Linked DNA regions of Drosophila melanogaster: all the other regions are linked to region 1. Evidence: chromatin contacts called from public Hi-C data. All regions are on one chromosome and are shown on one strand. The core of a region is the stretch at or near the end of the contact, and the rest is flanking DNA. Distances in the headings are between cores, read along the strand shown.

Region 1 (4,730 bases), core at 1,601-4,100:
CAGACGGCCTTCGCATCTCTGGCCATTCTCGGTGGCCTGTGCACCTCCCTGATCAGCAGTCCCAGGACCCATCCCATCTCAAGACCCTCCTCGCCTGCTGCACAGGGAACCCAAAACATCACCTCGCAGTTCACCATCATTGACGGCATGGACAACAAGGGGTACAGCCCCACCTCGAAGACCATCCACTCGAACAGCACTATTTTAAAACTAAACACGCCGCAATCGAATCTACCTCCACAACTGATGCCCGGCATTTGGACGACCAAGATAACCGAGGATGGCCCACCCATGTGAACTGCCTTCAGAAAGCGTGCGTTGACAAATTAGCGGTGTGTTTGGACTTAAGATATAGAAATTTTTCTATAGCCCAGGAGTGGAGCCTCTATGATAATAAATCATATGCTGAGGGAAAGAAGCAGATGTTCAAAAAGTTAAGATATTGCTAGATTCACAGCTATGGCCGCGATCTGGTTCACTTTGGTGGTGCTGTGACTTGTAAACTATAGTCTATACAATTTGTTAGCGGTATATACTATGCGCCCGCTTTATAAGTTTATGGGCGCACTTATTGTAAGACACATTAGCTATCCTTTTTAAGAGGAAGAGTCAATATATTACTAGAATTTTCGCACACTTTTGTAGTACGTACATCAACTTCAACCTAAATCGGAGTGCTCAAGTGAGAAAGTCTCGCGCACTTGAAAACAAAATTACCTTAGGCAACACTTAAGCTAAAGCTGTGGAATAGAATCCTCGAGCAAATTATTTTAAATGGATAAATAAGCTCGCCGACAAAACCCAAACCCATACATATATTTTCCATTACCTTTAATTTTAGGGATTAGTTTATTTAGGCTATCCTCAGAAGACCTTAAATCATTCAAGTCTGGGATAAGCTTCAGCGCAGCCATAATTAGTAGTCTCATAAGAAAGTAAGTCAGATGTGGAGCACACCTTGAGAAAAAGGAGAAAGCCCAGTATTAAGCAGTCACTATTGAACCAAATCAAAAACGTACCGAATCGAACCTCACTGCACAGACAAACCATCTTTAAATGGTGATCCTTCTAAAGGCCTGTGGTTCCACATTAAGTGATTGTGTTGTAAACACCTGGAGAGAATTTCATGAAAAGACATACGAGTAGTTACACAATAATTATATATTATGGACAACTTTTATTAATTACCTTAATCTAATAATACTAATTGATTAGAACAACAATAATATTAACCTACACATTGAATAATTTACATTCGTTACGTATTGTAATTATCAATTACCAAGCTAATTTAAAATAAAACAATTAGTAGTTTTCAGGCTCTACATAAATACACAAGGCATAAATTACAATACATAATATTTTTAAAGTTGCATCACCTAGTGAATACGCTTAGCAACTTGTTGAATGTTATCATATATTGGTTACTACATAAAAGGAAGTGTTATACATGGCAAAAGAGCAATATTTTTCTAATAAAGCATCATCATAAAAACGAATTGATTTATTTTTTATCGTTGTTTGTTTTTTGTTTAATTAACGAGGGATATCTGTTATATCGATAGAAATTGAAAAAAAATATATATTAAAACAAAAAGAAGTTTTAAATTTGTAGAAGTGTGGGCGGTTTGTGGGCGTCAGAAGGGGCGTTGCTTTTGTTGGTAAATCGGTACAAATTTACAAAACCAATAAGAAAATCAAAAACATTTCCTAAAAGTGTGGGCATAGCAATCTTTGGCAGTTTGTGGGCGTGGCAAGAAGTGTTCTGGCAAATCGATAGGACCGAAGTTTGGAACCTTCATGGCCAATCTCAACTTTCTAGCTCTTATACATGCGTACTAATGTACATACATAGTTCCTGAGATCTCGAAGTTCATACGGACATGGACGGACCGATCCTGGTTAAGAATAAATAAATACTTGTTCACTATTAGTTAAATTTCCAAATATATAACTTTTCGGAATCCCGAACGGTTGAGTCGTTGAGTTACGCGGTTGCATTACAATTCTCAGAAGGCAACAAAATAGGGTGACGGTGTTGCCAGCCCTAATAAAGAGAAACATAATCGTCGAGTAGAAGTGCTCTCGTTTATGGATTTAAGAGAATGAAGTGCCTAGTTTTATACTTTAATATTAAATATTTGGACTTTCTGCGCTAATAATACGGCAGACTCCGAAAATATGTACAATACGATGCATATAAATCGTTGTTATATAAGGTCACTTTCCGAAATATATTCCTATAAGTTATTCTTTATAAAAATAATATCAAACAACAACACATCTTAACTTTATTGTGATAAAAGATGATTTTACATTTCACTACATAAAAAAATTGAGCAGTCGTCACTACTTCAATACAACATATCCAATATCAATATTTTACTGCAGCGTGTCAAATGTTTGTTTAAAAAAGCGTATTAACTGTGTCAAATGTAAAATTTTTTTTGGCACAATAATGTACTTGAAAACTTTTATATGCGATCTACCTGTGTTATACTTTAAACTTTTGACTTGTACTCTTCAAGTATCGTGTGCTAGAAATATAAAATGCAGTATTATAATACTGTGTATATCTACATAAGTAGGTAGCAAACATTATATTCTCGGTGACAAAAGTGATTATGGTAATAATACCAAAGCTACTGTTCCCTTTTTAATTCCAATTCTTTATTTTGACCGACTTTCATTTACTTGAAAATTCGTTGAAAAAAAAAATAAAGAAAAACTTGGATTTTATTTAACCATTCATAGATCGAAATATTGTGTAAGTGCAATTAAATAATGTTATTAATAACATGCTAGGTAACATTTGCCCTCTGGTATTTTTTCCCTGCTGGCAATTTGGCCACACTGTCACTTATGCTTCTTCAAATTGTAGCGGCATTTTCGCCAAAGCAACGTTGGAAATTCGCGTCACCAATTTCATATTGCGATAAATAAGAGTTTTATCCGAAAACGTATAGCTTAACTGTGTCATCGGCCTGTAGAAGAGCGCTGCCTGCCGGGATACACATATGCCATGGAATTCGACGACGCAGAAAATGGCCTAGGAATGGGATTTGGTGGTCGCGGCGTTCTGCGGGAGATCAACAAAAACGATGGCGGCATTAAGGTAAGTTAATAGCTGGACTTGGAGGCGTGCTCCGTCCGCGATGTACCAATGCAGCCACTTTCGGCAGAGGCATAATTCAACTCACACGTCTACAGGTACATATGTGTGTGTTCGGTTATGTACTTTGTACATATGTGTGGGTATGCTGCGTCGCAGGCTGTTCTGCTATTTTCTTTATTCGCAATTGTTCATCGTAAATACATATGTACATATAAATTTCCATTATTCGCTGTTCCTATTAGCTCTGAGGCAGCTGTCGCGAACGAGAGTTCTCTAGTTGATCGGTGTCCGCCGGACATTGTCCATCCCAGGTGACCAGTTTCCCCGATCTGCCATAGCCATAGGAGAATGGGCAATAAGCCGGGCAAGACACGGAAACCGAGGGCCTTGTCCGGGAAAATTACCATAAAGGCGGACGACGGACGAGGGAATCGGGTATGCCAAGGGAAAATCAAAAGTTACTTATTCTTCCTTCTATATATTTGTCTCTTGAAATTTCCACTCTCCAGATGGTGCACTTTCCATTTAAAAATGCTAGTGTGTATCGCTATTATGCCAATAAATCAGTTGGCGGCTAACGGCTGCAAAATGTCAGTGCCTAATGCGGTTTACAGTCCAAAAAACGCCCATCTGAGGATTTAAGTTTGACTAAATGTCATTTAACTCCATCTTCCCTTTTGCCAACAAAAATGCTCATTATAAAGGATCTACAGATGGTTTCCACCCCTTTCCACATTTGCCTATTTTTAGATCAGTTTATAGTTGGCTCTTCCTCAATATTTGTTTTCTTTTATTTTCCTGAGTTCTATTGGATATTCGAATTGCAGCTTAAGGTTCAAATTCCACTTGTATTCTATTCTATTGTATTTATTGTGTTTTCTGAAATCAGTATACTCATTTGTGGCCACTATTTGGATTCCACTCAAGGCTTATATGCTTCAACAAACTACATTGGTTTTAAATTCACCCTGAGCCGGGAACCGTGTGATATCTTGTCACCTGTCGCGCGCTGCTTGGATAACGCTAGAGCCAACATCTAACTATTCCCCCCTCGTCAAGGCCCATCGTGTGGGATTCCGTTTCATTGCTTACATTTTCTCGCCAAACATGCAAAGTCAGCCGTTGGGCAATGTGGAGCTTGCAGATAGTGCGCCATGATGCGCAACAATGGCTGTGGGATTGCATGTCATCTGGGACCCACCAGGCCTCTACACTTGAAACAATGTGATGAGCCAAATCAACATATTTATTATTTTAGAGCACTCTACTTGCCTCTACTGGTATATCTTTAAGAGAAAGCATTTTGCAAATAAGACTGTTCTCCAAAAATCCTATGGAAAATGTGCAAAATAATTCTGTCATCAAAGCGTTGAATTTGCACCAAGTTCCTCCAGTTGATTTGCGAAGACAATATAAGCAGTCGGCGGTCGCCGTATTCTCGTATCCCATTTATTTATCCCCTTCTTTAAGTGTTTCGACTTATTTGCGGTGTCTTGCACTTTCACTGCTGCCTTTCAGTCTGAATTTCGTCTGAGGCCTGTATAGTTTTTCAGTTTTTCACTGCAGTTCAGTCAAAAAGGTTGTCAACTTGAGCCCGCTCTTTTGACATTATTAT
Region 2 (4,730 bases), core at 863-3,362, 860 kb before region 1:
GGCGGGTCCCATGTAGGACTGGTGGGCAGTAACAGCGGCATTGGCGGCGTCAACAGCGTACCCAACAGCAATGCCATGATGGGCGTAGGCGGCGGCCTGGGGAGTGGAAGCGGCTCGTCTGGGAGCGGAGCGGGCGGCGAGCATCTGAACGATAATTCCAGCAACGATAAACTTGTAAAGAGCGGCGTGCAAACTTCGCCAGATGGTGAGTGCTGGAACACTTCTCACAACATGTGAGAGAGCTATTTTTGACCTTTTGATCATTTGGAGCTTTGAATTGAACACTCTATGGATGATTGATACCATTTAATCAATGGATTTCTTGGTTTCTATTATTATTTGTTTCATATTATAATTCGGTGATTTCGGTGTACATCACAAAAGCCCAACAGCTATACTATCCTTGACCCATTTTATCCAGAAATAATAGTACCATGAAATATTTTATTTATTTAAAAATGTAACAAATTTACCTTTCGTTCGTTTTGCATAAATAGGGAAGGTCACAAACATACCAGCGACCATGGTGAACAACCAGTTCGGCATGGTTGGCCTGCTGACGTTCATTCGGGCTGCAGAAACGGATCCCAATCTGGTGACGCTCTCCTTGGGTACGGATCTCACGGGTTTAGGCCTGAACCTGAACTCGCAGGAGAGCTTGCATACAACCTTCGCTGGCCCCTTCGTAGCACAGCCCTGCAGGTCAGTTTACATAATAAACTTACATAATTTAATTGCTTATTGAGTACTATTGAGTAAGAGGTGTACCAAATTAGTAACATTGGATTTGCATTTACTTTTTTCAGAGCACAAGACGTTGAGTTCAACGTGCCACCCGAATATCTGATTAACTTTGCGATAAGAGACAAACTAACAGCGCCGGTACTGAAAAAGCTGCAAGAAGACCTGCTCTTTTTCCTTTTTTACACGAACATCGGCGATATGATGCAATTGATGGCAGCTGCTGAATTGTGAGTACTTCCTCTTGCGTAGCTATTATCTAAGCTTCGTATGAACATATATAGAACATACATATATACTAAAATTCTGCTCCCATCGCAGGCATAGTCGCGAGTGGCGATACCACGTGGAGGAGAAAATATGGATAACTCGAATTCCTGGCATTGATCAATATGAAAAAAATGGTACAAAAGAGCGCGGCACCTTCTACTACTTTGATGCGCAAAGTTGGAAACGTTTGTCCAAGGTTTTCCAAATAGATCCCGAGAAATTAGATAAATGTCCCAATATAAGTGCGTTTATGAATGGACAGTCTGTATAAAATTAATAAAAATGAAAAAAATTGAAAAAGAAAGTATGCTGTTGTTTTTGCATTGCAACAAGGACACTCAACACTAACTGAATAATAAGTTTTATTATAAAAATTAAAAACAATCCATTTGAGTTTTTCTTCTAAAACGGTGTTAGGATATATATACATACATATATGCATATGTATGTATGTGCAAATTCTGGTACAAATTGCCGGTTAACAATTTAAAGCGATTTATTTTTATCCTGCTGGAGTCTAGTTGGTATTCATATTTTTAGAATATCTTTGAAATGTAACATTTTTTAGCTGTTCGATATTATGAAATGAGCGGACTCCCATTAAATTAAAAAGCAAGTTATATTTTTTCGATTCGTTGAAATGTATTTGAAAGGTAGAAGAAATTCTTTCTATAAAGTGATCCTATAAAAAATTACTGGCCGTGTCTGAAAATACATACCTGTCATCTGGACTAACACGACATACATATGTATGTATATTCCAATAGCAAATCTACTGCATTCTGCAATGCACAACAGCTCCCCCTATCAATGATACGACGGAACCATAGTTGGCATGATAATACATACATACAATATCATCTTCAAGCTTGTGTATGCCTGGCAGGTCTATTGTCGGGGCCACAATCTTTTCGACATATCGGCAACTTTTTGGGAAAATATTTATTTTTAAATTTAACAATTACAGTTTATGTACAAGTATAGAATAAAAACCTAATTCCCTTCTAGACTGTATGTAGTGTGAACGCAATGTTTTCGCTACAGAAGCGCTTACTGCACTTAACAGCACGCGTTACTATGTTAATGTCAAAGTGTCAACAGAAGCAAGAGGAAGAAAATTAGAGTTGCCTACGAAAATAGCGCCTGCGCCTCGGAATTTATTTGAATTTGATGCTTGTGGCGTCCCCTTAGCCGAATATGAACACGCCAGGTATAAGCCTCTTTCAGGGGGCGGATGCCCTTAACATAAATTCTACACTGGACCGGCAGGAGGAGGAAGAGGCGCTGCAGGATCAGAAACGACGCGAGGAAGAGGTAAGCGATCTGGGAATTCCTGGTAAACAATGTCACCGATTCCAATTCTACGCAAGCTTGGACGGATTATGGTGAATGCCTTCGACGATCTGCTCGATGAAGAGAACACAATCGACTCGACGACGAATTACCAGTCGGAACTGGAACAGCCGCCAGTTCTACCCAACTACCCATCACATCCGCACCATAAACCGCTGCAGGACGATGCTCAGCGAGCCAACGAGATCGAGATGCATCGCCTCCAGATCCTGCTGGAGTCTAAGAATAATGAGCTGCAGAATGTCAACCAGGTGGCCAACGCTGCGCACAAAAAACTGGATGACTTACAAAAGCACCTATCCATCATGCAGGCTGAGCTAGACCGCGCCATTCGCGAGAAGCAGAACACTCACGAGCTGTTGGTGGAGACCAAAGAGACGTGCTCCAATAAGGACAGCGATCTGGACAAGCTGCGGTCGGAAAAGAAGCAGTTGGAAGAAGATAACACGCGATTAGTTGGTCAATTAGAGGCCGCCAAGACCTTGCTTACGGACGTCCAAAGCAAATACGACATGGTGCAGGCCAGTAAGCAGAAGTGGGAGGAGCGGAACGCCGACCTACGTTTAAAGCAAATGGAGGAAGCGCACCGAGCCCAGTCCGATCTTTTGCAGCAGCAACTCTGTCAGATGAAGGATCAGCTTGATCGCAAGCAAAATGAGTTGGATCAGATAAACTCGCGCTACAATGCTCTGCAGTCTGGTCACGAAACAATGCTCGTAGATAAGGCTGCCAAGATTAACGAGCTCAGTCAAGCTTTGGATGAGGCCCAAATGCGCTGCAACCAACTAAGTGCAAGACCCGATTTGCAGGCTGAAAATCGTCGGCAGCAACAGTGCATCGTTGACTTGAAAGCCCGCATTGCCTATTTGGAGCAAACAGTCGCTTCGCTCCATGAGCGCCTAAACGAAACCACCACGGAACTTGACCTGATAGATTCGGTTATTCAACAGCATCAGGCGGACGAATCGCCTACTAGTCGGCTAAGTCAAATGGGTGGATCGCGCCTTGTTGGTAGCACACCGCTGAATCCTCTAGACAGAGTCGGTCACATTAAGCAGGAGTTGTATCGAGCTCTGGGCAACCTGAAGAACAAGCGGGAAGAAGTGCGACGCCTAGAGAAGCTCCTGGAGGAACGCAACCAGGAACTGCGCGTGCTGCGCGACCAGGAGAACCAATCCCTGGTTCAGCTGGAAACCCTAAACGAAGGCAAAATGCGGTTGGAAAACAAAGTGAAGGCAATGCAGCAGGAGTTGGAAGAGCAAAAACACAGATCACAGCAGGAGTCAGATGTGCACTCACAGCTGAATTCCATTGTGGCCGAGAGGGATGCACTAAGGGAAAAACGGCAGCAGATTGAAGAAGATCTGGAGCAACTAAAGCAGCAGAACGAGAGCCTTCAAAGAAATTACGATCAGCTTTCGCAGGAAAATCGGCAGTTGCGAACTCGAGAAACTGCAGACAACCTGCGCTTGGAGCTGGAACGCCACAAGATTCTGTTGAGGGATTCCCAGAGCGAGGTCGAGCGGCTTAAGAAACTCTATTCTGACATCGCCACAGACAAAGAGTCATTAGGCTATGAATTGAGAAAGCTGAGAGAATCGGACACGCTTAAGGAGTTGCAGGATCAACGCCAAAACTTGGCCACTGTTCAGCGAAACTTGCAGCTGGCGGAGATGAAATCAGAGGAGCTAAAAAAGCTTCTGGAAACGGAGAAACTCAGCCACGAACGTGATCTGCAGGCCTTGCGCCAAAGGAGCGAGCGGGAAAAGCGCGAAGAAGCAGTTGCGGTGGCCAAAGAAAGTTCCGAAAACTGCAGCAAGTGCATTGAAAGCATAGCAGAAATTACCAAGGTAAGCGATAACCTTTCAGACATGCTAGTAAACTAAATAATCTTATATATCACCACGGTTTTTAGGCGGAAATTCAGTTGTTGAAACTCCAGAATGTGAACTCAATGCAGGCCAAGGAACTGAAAGAATTGGAACACGCGCTGGAGCAGTCTAAAAATTTGCAAGCCGAGATGCAGGAAAAGATCGAGCTTTCAAACAAGCAGGACGAGCTCATTAGCGATCTTAAGGAGAGGGCCAAGCAATTCGAGGCGTACATTAGGCAGCAAGAGGAGCATAAGCAGCAGAATAAGTGTACGCCCAGTCCGAAATCAAACTCAGTTTCCCCGTCTGATCCATCGCCCAAAGAGCTCACCCAGAATCGGATAAGGTTGATCGAACAACGTGTTCGTGATGAGATGGCCAAACTTTTTGCAGCAGAACTCAAGAGGTTTACTAACCGGCTGCAAAAATCTGAGGAGAGGAGCCAGTGCCTCCAAAGGGAATACCAAACGGTGTGTGCAGAGCTGCAACAGCGGC
Region 3 (4,730 bases), core at 1,405-3,904, 520 kb after region 1:
ATCCAAAACATAGACGCCCAGCTGCAGGACGGAGATGGCACGGAGGCGGCAGGAGCTGTCGGTCGATCCCTCGCCGCCAACGAGATGTTGTCCAAGCTTGCGCGCACAGCACCCTATTACAAAAGAAATCGGCCGCACATCTGCTCCTTTTGGGTTAAGGGCGAGTGCAAGCGTGGAGAGGAGTGCCCATACCGCCACGACAAGCCCAACGAGCCGGACGATCCGCTATGTGAGCAAAACATCAAGGACAGGTACTACGGACGCAACGATCCTGTGGCCGAGAAGATCATGAAGCGTGCAGCCTCGCTTCCCACACTCGAGCCGCCGGAGGACCGCAACATCACAACTCTCTATGTGGGGAACCTTCCTGAAGAAATCACGGAACCCGAGCTGCGAGATCAGTTCTACCAGTTCGGCGAAATTCGATCAATTGCGCTGGTGCCACGCCAGCAGTGCGCTTTTGTGCAATACACCAAAAGAAACGCTGCCGAGCTGGCTGCTGAGCGGACCTTTAATAAACTGGTGATCCAGGGCCGGAAGGTGAGCATTAAGTGGGCTCACTCTCAGGCAAAGCAGGGCACCGCTGCAAAGACAGACAGACGCTTCGACTTGGCCGGCATTCCACCGCCTAGCGCGAAGCCCAACGACTACTTCAATCTTCGCCAAGAGCAAATCAATGTCATGCCCGCCGGCATGAAGCTGCATCAGTTGCCATCAAATCTAGTTCCGGCGTCGGCTTACCAAATGTATGGTCAGCCTACTTATGCAGCTCCCTACGGAAACGCCACTTCCACAGCCCTTTCTTCCTCGGGTGTCAATTTGGATTCCATATCGATTCCTCCGCCACCGGGTCAAGTACCGTATCCAAGTCAGGACGCCAGTCGGATGGGAGCTGTTAAAAAGTAGGAAAACCCTGTGGTCTACAATGGTTCCAATTCAATAAATCATTTTTATAAAATTAAATACAAACTTTTTAAAGTGGTCAGTTCCATAAAAATGACTTAATATTAATAGAATTTATCCGTATGGACGAAATTGTTTTCGATTCGAATTGTTAAGAAAAAACACCAAACAATTAGAGAGGAGAAGATAATAATAAATGATTTAAACTCTAAAAAAAAAAAGAAAAAAAGAACAAATTTTCGTCACAAAAGCTTATATCAAAACTTTTGTACATATGTATGTTGATGTGCGTTCGTCACTCGTTTTTACCTTTAATAAATGCTTTTCTTTGATTTGGACGATATTTGGGATTAAAAAAAGTACACCAATGCACATGTACATATGTAAGTTCATTCTTCAGTATTTATAGGGGAACTTAACATTGGGATTATGACTACCTCCCTGCATTCCATTCATTCAGATTTCATCAGCTCATTACTGATCATTAAAAATCTCGATCAAATTAATCACAGGTTAATTTGTATTAAAAAAAAAAACCATGACCTGAACCTATGTTCTAGGAAATCATCGCATAGCGCAAAATCAAAATCACGCATAAGCGCTATAAATGATAGCTCAATTCATCTCTCTACACCTCTTTTTATTCACTTAATCCTCTATCAATTTTAATGAAAAAGTGAAATTTCAGTCATTTATTAATAAAAATGTATTTTCTTAATTAGACTTATTTAAATTATGCATAGGATTTAAATTTAAGAATACAAATACATATATATGTATGTGAAATTCCAGAGTCTTTGGCGTCCTGTCCTACGGAGTTAGGACCAGCTTCTTTTCAGTTCACATGTCCGATTTACCTTAAGGTAAAATAATGTATAATTATGTATACAAAAACGAGTTAAACCAATTTACCTTAAATTATCGTTTCTGTGAGTAGTGTTTGTTGCTTATTGTAAAATAAATCCATTACCTGTAATTATTATTGAATTAAATTCCAAAATATTTACAATTTTTTTTTAAAACAAGCACTCAAAATCGCGTCTACTTCTCACAAAAGTCTATAGGCAAGTGATCTGCAAACATGTTCTATGTACATTACAAATTTAAAATTTAAATTTAAATTTGCAATTAAATAAAAAATCGCATACTGAGACCTTCGGTTAGAAATTAAAAAGCGATGAATTTGTTTTCAAAATCATCGCTTATTCCTCGTTATGATTAAGAACATTAGCATCGCTTTAAAATTTTAAGAGAGAGATGATGTAATATTTTTTAATAGCGATGAATTGTGGGACTACAGGGTAGGTAAAGGTTACATATGTACAGGTGCGAGCAGTGCAAATATGTTTATTCTAATGAAATCTTAGACTAACTGTAAATTATATAATGGCTATATTTCTTTTACCCGTCACTCTTACTCTTCTTTACTTCCAGAAAGGGGGTTTTGTCTTAGCTAAACATATGATTAATGTATTCTATGTTTTTTCAATATTCATTCCAATATACAATTTTACAATTAATGGTTTTGCAACAGCTATTTTGAAGTTAATTATTGCTTGTTTTGTAGTTTTTACCGATAAATCACACGTGTGCAAGCGATCGCTTATTAAAACAGTAATAAGTAATAATATTTAAAGTAACGACCAAACGATTGGGAATAATCTTTCCAGCGATTTAAACCTTGAAATAAAAAGTAAGTGTCATCCCCGTATGATTATGCGCACATTCGCAGGGCGACGCGTGCACCTAGGCGAGAGTTTTAAAACTTGTTCAGCGGATCTTGATCATTACATTCTCAAGTCTGTCGTACAGCACGTTTAAGCCCGCTGATAGTAAATCAGAGCAATGGCAACCGTGTTTCTTGGAACTGTCGTGCACACCAAGTCGTTCAGCGAGTTTGAGTCCTTTGAAGGAGGATTCCTGGCAGTGGACGACGCTGGCAAGGTAGGCAATTTAATGCCCAGAACAAAACAATGAGCAATGAACAATTTCGCTCACAGATAATAGGAGTGGGACAAGACTACCATGCGTGGGCAAGCAGCAATCCGGCCCACGCCAAGGGTCTGACCGAGGTTCACCTGTCGGACTACCAGTTCCTCATGCCGGGCTTCGTCGACTGCCACATACACGCCCCGCAGTTTGCGCAACTGGGACTGGGACTAGACATGCCTCTTCTGGACTGGTTGAACACATACACTTTCCCGCTGGAGGCGAAGTTTTCCAACCACCAATACGCCCAGCAGGTCTACCAGGGTGTGGTCGTAAGTAGTACTTGGGAGCACACAAACGTCTTATCGATGGGTCGCACCGGCCGTCTATTTTTATTAGCTGATAATGATAATATTACACCCCAGGAAGCAACACTGCGGTGCGGAACCACTCTGGCGTCCTATTTCGCCACCAACCATCTGGAGTCAACGCTGACCTTGGCGCGGGAGGCGGTGCGTCAAGGCCAGCGGGCACTGATAGGCAAGGTCTGCTCCAACTGCAACAGCCCCGAGTTTTACGTGTAAGTACAGAGCGTGACGGATTTGGTCTGGTCAACTCAATGTTGTTGCTCTGCACAGGGAGACTGCGGAAGAGTCGGTCAGTGCAACCCTGGCTTTCGTGGAGGGCGTGCGGAAGCTCGGCAGCCCGATGGTGATGCCAACGATTACGCCCCGCTTTGCCCTTAGCTGCAGCAAGGAGCTGCTAAAGAGTCTGGGCGATATAGCAAAGCGATTTGACCTGCATATCCAGAGTCACATCAGCGAAAACCTGGAAGAGATCGAGATGGTAAAGGGGATATTTAAGACCAGCTATGCCGGAGCATACGACGAGGCTGGACTGCTAACGAATAAGGTTAACTCTTTTAGGTTCCAGTATGTGTCCTTTCTTAACCTTTACTACCTTACAGACTGTACTGGCTCACGGCGTGCATCTGGAGGACGACGAGGTGGCACTTCTTAAAGTCCGGGGGTGCTCGGTAGCCCACTGTCCCACTTCGAACACAATGCTAAGCTCCGGTCTGTGCGATGTCCAACGGCTGGTGAGCGGCGGCGTGAGCGTAGGTCTCGGCACAGACGTTTCGGGGGGAAACTCCGTCTCGATTCAGGACGTTCTGCTCCGCGCATTGGACGTGTCAAAACACTTAGACTTTTTTAAGAAGCAGAACATCCGCGGGACGGGTGTGTCCAAAACACAAGATTTCAATTACCATCAGTTGAAGTACAAGCAGGCGCTCTACTTGGCCACTTTGGGTGGCGCCAAAGCGCTGTCCCTCGATCACTTGACCGGAAACTTTGCTCTAGGGAAGGATTTCGATGCTTTGTTGGTGGATGTCAGCGTCGTCGATAAACCCTTGCGGAGGCTGAGCGTCGATGAGCTGGTGGAGAAGTTCATTTACACAGGCAGTGACCGCAACATTGTAGAAGTTTTCGTGGCCGGCAAGCGTATTAAACAGGGATACCAATGAGTCACAGAGCAGTTCTACCTTTAACAGTGGCATTTCACAAGGAAACGTATAGAGAATTTATTTTTATAGTGGCAAACATTAAATGCTGAAACGGAATTTAGATAACCTCTAATATGCTTATTTATGTACACAGCTAAAAAGTAAAAGCAAATGGTTTTTTACTAGTTTTACATTTTATATTCGGAACAGCTATGTACAAATGCCATACTTTTTGCTTCCATCACTTTATAGATTAATCATATAATCATATATTGACTAATCGGTCAAGGGCATACCGCAATTAATCTAATTACAGCGAAAAAGTGTATATTAATATACACGAATAATTGATCTCTATTGTTTGATGGATAAGGCGTGAAATCATTGGGTAGTC

What was found. Hi-C and Micro-C count contacts between places; a contact is called where the count stands out from the background.
Region 2: a Hi-C map of the Kc167 cell line shows a contact between it and region 1, with 2.6 times the contacts expected there. The contact joins the promoter of asl here to the promoter of tacc in region 1. A contact is called at or near these places in 2 of 107 Hi-C or Micro-C datasets (the Kc167 cell line and larval brain).
Region 3: a Hi-C map of the Kc167 cell line shows a contact between it and region 1, with 2.6 times the contacts expected there. The contact joins the promoter of DhpD here to the promoter of tacc in region 1. A contact is called at or near these places in 2 of 107 Hi-C or Micro-C datasets (the Kc167 cell line and embryo).

Annotation. Positions count from the first base shown.
Region 1 is chr3R:4,747,176-4,751,905 of dm6, reverse strand. It overlaps tacc (transforming acidic coiled-coil protein), which reads left to right and starts at 2,850. Exons shown (of 10, transcript NM_169016.3): 1 at 2,850-3,115. The coding sequence starts at 3,023. It overlaps atms (antimeros), which reads right to left and starts at 1,871. Exons shown (of 6, transcript NM_001275334.1): 1 at 1,852-1,871; 2 at 1,020-1,112; 3 at 830-957. mir-9384 (mir-9384 stem loop) reads left to right here and starts at 3,183; the gene lies at 3,183-3,242. CG44098 reads left to right here. Exons shown (of 5, transcript NM_169018.2): 5 at 1-1,497. The coding sequence ends at 297.
Region 2 is chr3R:5,603,925-5,608,654 of dm6, reverse strand. It overlaps asl (asterless), which reads left to right and starts at 2,112. Exons shown (of 3, transcript NM_141300.2): 1 at 2,112-2,325; 2 at 2,382-4,214; 3 at 4,280-4,730. The coding sequence starts at 2,209. Rga (Regena) reads left to right here. Exons shown (of 8, transcript NM_169080.3): 5 at 1-205; 6 at 498-702; 7 at 807-971; 8 at 1,063-1,380. The coding sequence ends at 1,282. It also overlaps asRNA:ASTR.
Region 3 is chr3R:4,227,162-4,231,891 of dm6, reverse strand. DhpD (Dihydropterin deaminase) reads left to right here and starts at 2,654. Exons shown (of 5, transcript NM_141182.3): 1 at 2,654-2,847; 2 at 2,904-3,164; 3 at 3,258-3,412; 4 at 3,471-3,744; 5 at 3,800-4,505. The coding sequence starts at 2,749. The coding sequence ends at 4,357. aux (auxilin) reads right to left here. Exons shown (of 13, transcript NM_164317.3): 13 at 4,374-4,730. It overlaps CG14641, which reads left to right. Exons shown (of 1, transcript NM_141183.4): 1 at 1-1,113. The coding sequence ends at 906.